Linked DNA regions of Sus scrofa: region 1 is linked to region 2. The links are chromatin contacts, called in public Hi-C maps. All regions are on one chromosome and are shown on one strand. Each heading gives the region's core, a stretch centred on a gene start, on an enhancer-like site or on the middle of the called end of the contact. The rest is flanking DNA. Distances are from core to core; before and after follow the strand shown. Region 1 holds the start of EIF4G1 (eukaryotic translation initiation factor 4 gamma 1). Region 2 holds the start of YEATS2 (YEATS domain-containing protein 2).

Evidence for each region. Hi-C and Micro-C count contacts between places; a contact is called where the count stands out from the background.
Region 1: a contact with region 2 is called in a Hi-C map of liver, with 6 times the contacts expected there. The contact joins the promoter of EIF4G1 here to the promoter of YEATS2 in region 2. A contact is called at or near these places in 1 of 5 promoter capture datasets (fetal liver) and 1 of 47 Hi-C or Micro-C datasets (liver).

The regions. Positions count from the first base shown.
Region 1 is chr13:122,203,420-122,207,186 of Sscrofa11.1, reverse strand. EIF4G1 (eukaryotic translation initiation factor 4 gamma 1) reads right to left here and starts at 2,400. Exons shown (of 31, transcript NM_001246253.1): 1 at 2,341-2,400; 2 at 1,958-2,044; 3 at 730-906; 4 at 408-507. The coding sequence starts at 2,400.
Region 2 is chr13:121,635,862-121,639,972 of Sscrofa11.1, reverse strand. YEATS2 (YEATS domain-containing protein 2) reads right to left here and starts at 2,150. Exons shown (of 31, transcript XM_021069912.1): 1 at 1,921-2,150.

The sequences.
Region 1 (3,767 bases), core at 1,151-3,650, 570 kb before region 2:
TACTCAAAATTTTTCCTGATGATCAAAAAATTTTGGAAACCACTGCCATAAAGAACAGACTAATCCTTTCCTAGAATATAAATGAAAAACAGCTACAAAAACTTCCCAAATCCATGTTACATGGGCTCCCCCCAAGCATGGAATGAGTGTCACAGGGAATATTTACTCAAAGGCCCTCAAACTGGTGCCTGAACTATACTCCTTGATGTGGGGAGGACTCCCAACTCTCAGCGATACTATAAGACCCTCTCCCGCCACCCCCACACCAATTACATATTAAGCACCAATCCCTACTACCTCTACCATTTTTAGACCAAGAGACAAACCTGGGAAGGGTCTTAGGAATTAGTAAGCAAGTTTAGATGTTCCCTGGGACTCACTCTCACCTAACTCCCTCCCCTGCTTACCGTAGGTCCCAAACTCTGTAGGGTTTGCACCTGGATAGAAGCTTGGGGCTCCCGGCTGCACAGGATACTGCTGTGTCGGGACAACATATGTGGAACGCCCCTGGTGGAGGGGAAAGGGGAGGATGAGAATGAAGGAGTTAAGGGAGCTATGAAGACCATATCAGACTACAAAGAGTATGTAGGACAAGACAGGACAAGCCAACTCTAGGCAATGACCAGAAGGAAGTCCCACCTCTGGAGAAGAGATGGGACTGGAGGGGAGGGGGGAGGGTGGGAGGGTACAAGGTTCTGTGGCTTCCAGCCCCCAAGCCTCCAGCCTCACCTGTCCAGGGATGTAGTAGGCCCCCTGGGAGGCTGGGTAGGAGATCTGGGAAGGGATCATCATTACTTGGGATCCAGCAGGGTAGACATGGGCAGCTGGGCCAGGGCGGGCAGGGGCTGCACTCTGCACTCGGGAGGCTGCACTGCTCGGGGGCTGGGCCCGGCTAGGGTAGAAGTGCTGTCAGGAGGGAGGAAGGCAGTTGGCAATGGGAAGGGGAGGAGGTGGACAGCAAAAGGGCCATTCCACTATGTCTCTAGTCAGGAGAGAAGTACCAGGGGCTTTGGAGCATGAAGACCAACACTTCCAAGACTCACTTGACCAAGTGATGGCTAAGTGGCCTCTTATACTCACATACGCCCTCCAAACTCAGGTATACACTTGGCACTCTGTATATTTACTCCCTCCCTGCCATGCATACTCAGATCACCTCACCAGGCTATCCTTCAGCAGAGGCTTCCTAACACCCAGATGCATCATGCCTAAGTAAAGCCTTTTTCAGCAACATACTCCCCAGCATGCACTGCTCCACCCTAAGGTACTGAGGAGCTCACCGCTAACATGCAACAGTCTCCCAGTTCCCAGATGTGAACTACACAAGATTTAGCCCCTAACATGCATCGGTCAGCCTCAGACTGAGGACCCAGACTGAGTCTAGCCCCTGACTAGGGCAGAGTGTAAGGGTGAGACCCGGAGAGAGTTCAGGATTAGCAATGGGGTATTACCTGCAGAGACCTGAATCCTCCCTGAGAGCACATGGGGACAGGAAAGAAAAGAATTATCCCCAAGGTGATGAGGAGGGAAAGAAAATGAAGGAAGCAGGACAAGAATCCTCTCCCACTTGTGAGGAAGAATTTAGGGAACAGAGAAAGGCAAGAACTAGCTGGAGTGTTTATCTTGCCACAGTCCAAAAGAGAAAGATGGATGGGGAATGGAGCAATGGCAACCTCCCAGTAAAAGAAAACAGGAAAGCAGGAGTTGGCAGCAGGGCCCAAAGCACTGCCCCCAAGGCACCAGGACCCCTAGGAATGCCATCCCCACCAACTACATACTCCAAGGGGCCAGCCACCGTAAGTAATCAACAGTGCAAAGTGCAGAACCGCATGAAAGCAACTGTCAGGAAGTTGGGGCAGGTACAAGGCCTCCATAGTTTCCATCCTAGGCCCAAACTGGCCTAAGCTTCACATGGTTCCCACCCAGGCCCCCTACTCCCCTCCCCACAGCCCCTCACCTGGCGGGGCTGAGAAGGCGTGTTCATTTGTGTCGCTTGAGGCGTACTGAACACCACCGGTGCTGTCTGCCCCGGGGGAAACGCTGGCTGAAGGGGGGAGACCAGAATTCAGCAAGAGGGGAAACCCAGGTGGGGCAGAAACTCAAGCTGGTGAAGTAAGGGGAGCAGAGCTGTGGCAAGAGCCTCAACAGTCCACATATACCCTCCCCAAGACAGCCCCTAAGAACAGCCCCGGGGCCCTGCCTCAATTTGGCAGCAGGAAGCTGCACTTTGCCCTGACACAGAAGGGGGTGGGAAAATCCAGAGGTTGGAACCTGTTCCTGACCCGGCTGCCTGGTCTCCCCCACCCCCACCCCAGTTGCTGCTAATTCCTCCCTAATTACCTGTGGGAGTCCAGGGGATGGGGCAGGTGGGGGGCCTGTGGGCTGTGGAGCTTTGTTCATTTCATTTGGTGCCACATCAGGGTCCCCCCAGCACCTGTTGGGAAAGAGCGGAGCTCGGAAAGGGGAAGGGACCCAAGCTTAAGGCAAATGGAGTGGGGGAGGGATGAAGCAAGGTCTGGGTCCCACAACAAGCCCCGGAATCGCCAAAAAGGTGAAGGAGCATAAAACCCAGCCTATGTCCCCACCGACACCTTGTCAGACCCGCAGCTCCAACCACCCCCCCTGATCTGCTGAAACAGCCCCTCACTCACCCCCTCGGTTAAGAATAAATCCACGGTGCGGCCTACAGGTTCTGGGCATCCGAGGGCCTGGGGTTGGGAGGTGGGGGGTATCAACCTGGCTCCGCGGGGCCCAAGACCAACCAGACCGGAAATTCCAGGTCTCGCTGGCACCAGGCTCCCGGATCACAAACGGAGCTAGCAGCTTCGGCCGTGGTGTCCCCACCCCCCACCCGGGGACACCGGGTTCGGGGCCTGGCCCAGGGGCACACAAGGCACGCCTGCCGCGGGTGGCCGCGGGTGCACCCGCACGGGGCTAGAGGCGAGGCCTGCCGCCGCCCAGGAGTGGAGGCCAGGAAAAGCGGCAGTCGGGCCGTAAAAGGCCAGGCGGGCGGCGGCCGAAGAAGAGCCGGTTTGAAGCAAGTGAGGGTCGGCCTGGAGGGCGGGCGGGGCCGGGGGCTCCTCCCTGCCCGCCGCCGCCGCCTCCCTCCCCTGCGCCCTCCCTGCGCAGCGCCGGCCAGTGCCAAAGAACAACGTGTCACTTCCCGGCGGCCGGGCCGCAAAGGGGGGAGGGGGCGGCGGGCCGGGAGTCGCGGTGCCTGCGCCCGTAGGGCCTCCTCGGGTCGGGCCGAGGTGGCACTTAGCAGCCGGGAAACCCGGCGCCCTCCCAGCCCGCGGGGACCGCATATTCCGGCCCCGCGCTCCCCCACCCCCACCCAGCAGCCAGGCCGGGCCAGGCCGGGCACACGTGGGCCGGGGATCGGGCCCTGGCGGCCCGGGGCCCGGGCTTGGGCCGAGGAGCCAGGGCGCCGGGGAGGCGGCGCAGGGTAGCCGGTCCCGGCCCGGATGGCGGCGGATGCGGGGGGAGGGGATGGGGGGGCCGGGTCGGGCCCGGACATGGCGGCTTTACCTTCAGTCTCCTTCAGTCCGCGCGGCCGAGCCCCACGCAGCCGCACAGACGTAGTCCACAACCATTTCCGGCTCCCCGCACGGATCCCGCTCGGCGGCCACCGCTTCTCCGCAGGCGCAGCCGGCGCCCCCACGTGACCGGCGCAGAGGGCGGAGCCTTGCCCGGTGCCGCGAAGCACATGGGATTTGCCCCGCCTAGTCATGTGACAGCCACTGCCCGCCCCCGTGTCCCCTCCCGAA
Region 2 (4,111 bases), core at 901-3,400:
TCTTCAACAAGGGCCATTTGTTTCTAATTCATCCTCACTGTCTTCATTTCCTCTTGTCCATTCAATTATTCCAATCTGTTTACACCTCCCACTTCTAGAACTCCGGATAGTAATACCAATGTCCAAACTAATAACATCCAATTGAGTATCTCATTAAAAATTTCATTGGCATTGACAGAGCAAGTCTCCATCTTCCAGAAGTTCTCTCGTGGCTTCCATGACACCAGTCTCCTGCTTTTCCTCTTATGCCACTGGCTGTTTCTTCTGTCCTGTGCTCAATCTTCTTCCTCAACAAGACCTCCAAGCATTAGAGTGCCTAAGCCTCACTCAATTTTCACTTCTCTACCTACACTCTTTCCCTAAGTTATCTCCTATAGTCCCATAATTTTGAATATTGTCTATATACTGAGTACTCTGCCAATCTTTTTTATCTCCAGCTCTAGGCTTTCTCTTGTGGGAGCACCAAACCTGCACGTCCAACTGCCTCAACATACCTACTTCATATTTAGTATACATTCCAAATTTAATAACCCCCAAATGGAACTCATGGTCTCCCCCACCTCAAATTTCTCTTCTCCATTCTTCTCAGTAAATGCCTCCATCTACTCATAGTTGCTCAAAACAATTATCAAAAAGCAGAGTTCTCCCTTTCCCTCACCAATCCATTTCCAAGTCTTGTTCATTCTACCTCGAGAATATCTGTTAATCATTCTACTCTCCTCCATCTCCACCTCCACGGACCTAGTCCAAGGTACTGTAAACTAACTGATCGCCTAGCTTCCACTTTTGCCCTCTTTCTCGGTAGTCAGATTATGCTACTTGCCTTAAAATCTTCAAAGGTTCTCATAAAAACCCAAATCCTAAAAACAGCCTCCCTCACCTGCTCCTATCTTAGAACATTTACAGCCAAATATATGCATGCAGTGATAATATCTCTAGACAGTAAAAACAAGGGTACTTTTCCTCACTTTCTTGCCTGTGTTTTTAAATTTTTCTATGATGAATACGTGCTCCCTGCTTATTAAGAGCAAATTATATTGCTGAACACTACATGCTATTACATCACATTTTACATGTTAATGAGAAAAGGGAATGGAAAATTGTAGTTAAAACTCCTTAACTGTTATAAGCTTAAAAGAAAATACTAGCAAACATATATCAAAACTCTAAGAATGATGTGTCAGGGCTGTAGAATTACTGGTGATATTTTCCTCCTCTACTTGCTATTTTTGTTAACATAATTACTTTCATAATAGAAAAAAAAAAAAGAAAAAGGTTATAATACAAACCTCATTGTTTCCTGCAATCTGGCCACAACCCACCAAACCAGCCTTTCTTCCGAGTACTCATTTTCCCAAGCCTTCCACTCCAACCCCGCACTGTCTCACACCTTTGGTGCTTTAAACTCGGGCATCATCCCCGGAATATCCTCCAACCTTTTTACATCCTGTTCATCCTTCACGGTGGAGGGGAACAGTAGGGAAGGCGACAGGTTGGAGAGAGATTCCAGGATTCTTGCTAATAAATCCACAACTTGCTTGTCCTGGGGCCAAATCTCATCCCCAATCCCATCACAGGCCACCGCGTTTAACACCCTAAAAGCTCCGGCCACTGGGGCTCAAGGGACCGCTATCCCCTGAGACAGTACGGTGCCGCTAAGAAAAAGATATCTCCACACACCCAAATTCCGGGTTCCCGCTTCGGAGACGCCTCCGCCGCACACACTCATCCGGACCCAACCTCCTCCTCCGGATCCTCTCCCCGCCAGTCACCCGCCCCCTCCTTCCCCTCAGCCGGGGGCGGGGGGCGCGGCGGAGTGGGGGAGGGGCACGCACGTGCCCGCGCCGCCCCCGCCCAGACAATGCCCCGGAGAGCGGAGCGCGCGCAAGGCGGTCCCATCCTGCTCCCGCCAACACTCACCCTTTTTCCGGGTCTCCGGCTGAAGCGCAGGCCCCGCCGGGCACCGCGAGAGGGCACGGGGGAGGGGAGGGGGCAGGTCAAGCCCCCGAGGAGCCGCCCCGCCACGAGGCCCCGGCGACCCCAGAACCCGAGGAAGCACACGGCTCGGTGGAGCCCGCCCGGCCCGTTTGGCTCGCACGTCACCAGCAGGGGCGGGGCGGGGCGCGCGCTGCGGCGGCGGCAGCGGCGGCGGCGCGCGCGGTTCCGGAGGCGGAGCTCGCAGGGTTATGGGCGGGGCCGGCGCCGCGGCGGAGCTGGAGCTGACCCAGACTCTCACCCCGCCGCCGCCGCACAGCCCTGCTCGGCACTGCCCCGCGCGGCCACTCTGTCTGGGGAGAATAGTCACGGGTTCTGGTAAAGGCATCACCGTGTATCATTTTACTCCTTAGAGGAAGATAGCGAGTTTCAGCCCAAAGACAGAATATTCGTTCTCCCGGCAATTATGAAGCTAACATAGCAGTAACAGCAGTAGCTATGATTTGTGTGTGTGCTTGTACCAAGCTTTGTGCTAGATATACAAATAGCTATAGTTGTTAACCTATTTTACAGATGCAGAAACTGAGTCTGGGAAAGGTGAGGACTTATCTGGGTCATACAACTAGTAACAATCCATAAAGTATTGTTTGCCGCTTAAATATCTCTTAAGCGCAACCTTGCCTTGTCCTCTCTCTGTCCTACCCTGCCATAGACCCCATCATCTCCCCTCCTGAGGATTCTGTAGCCTCCCATTTGGTCTCCAGAGATTTGTTTCTGTCCCCTTCAATCTATTCTCACTATGTAAAGATTTATCGTTGGATTTACCAAGGTTTAGAGGGAGTTCGCTTTATATATTTTTTTTACTTATGTATATGTTATCAATTTTTGGATGTATTTAATGTTTAATAAAAATGTTTTAAAGGATTTACTCCTGTGTCTCCAATAGCAAGCCCAGTGCACTGCACATAATGCGCACTCAAAAGCTTTTTTTTACATTTTTTAATTATAGTTGGTTTACAATTTTGTGCCAATTTCTGTTGTACAGCAAAGTGACCTAGATATATATATATATACACACATATATATACACATTCTTTTTCTCATATCATCCTCCATCATGTTCTAACCCCAGAGATTGGACTCAGTTCCCTGTGTCATACGGTAAGACTTTTCACTGCCTATCCATTCTAAATGTAATAGTTTGCATCTACTAACCCCAAACTCCCTGTCTATCTCATTCTCTCCTCTCCTTGGCAACCACAAGTCTGTTCTTCATGTCCTGAGCCTGTTTCTGTTCTATAGATAGGTTCATTTTGCCACATATTAGATTCCACATACAAGTGGTAGATGGTATTTGTCTTTCTCTTTCTGACTTCACTTAGTATGAGAATCTCTAGTTGCATACATGTTGCTGAAAATGGCATTATCTTGGTCTTTTTATGGCTAAGTAGTATTCCATTGTGTATATGTACCTCATCTTAATCCATTCATCTGTCGATGGACATTTAGGTTGTTTCCATGTTTTGGCTATTTTCAGTAGTGCTGCTGTGAACATATGGGTGTATCTTTTTGAATTGTAGTTTTGTCTGGATATATGCCCAGGAGTGGGATTGCTATATCATATGGCAGTTTTATATTTAGTTTTCTGAGGAGTATTTGTTTTTCTTTAAATCCCACCCCCCCCGCCTTTTTTGGCTGCACTTCGGCTTATGGAAGTTCCCAGACAAGCTGCAGCTGTAACATAGGCCACAGTTGTGGCACTGCATCCTTAACCCACTGTATTAACCCAATGGATCCTTAACCCACTAAACTCACTTAACCCATTGCACCTGGCCAGGGTTTGCGCCCACACCTTATCATCGACCCAAGCCACCACAAAGACAATATTAGATCCTTAACCCACTGTGCCATATCTGGAACTGCTCAAAAAGTATTTGTTGAATGCATGGGTAGATGAAGAGCTGGGCCAGGAACTTACTCCTAAGCCCTCCATGATAAGGGAATAGAGGGGTTTATAAATGTCACTCTTGGCCTCCTAACTTTCAGGTCTTCTAGGGGTAAAGACAGATTAGCTATAATTGGTTCAACAAATTTTTATTGTTTCTATTCTGTGTCCTGGCACTCTGTGCCAGCACTATATTAGATACTTGGGTCAGAAATGAACAAAACGGTTCCT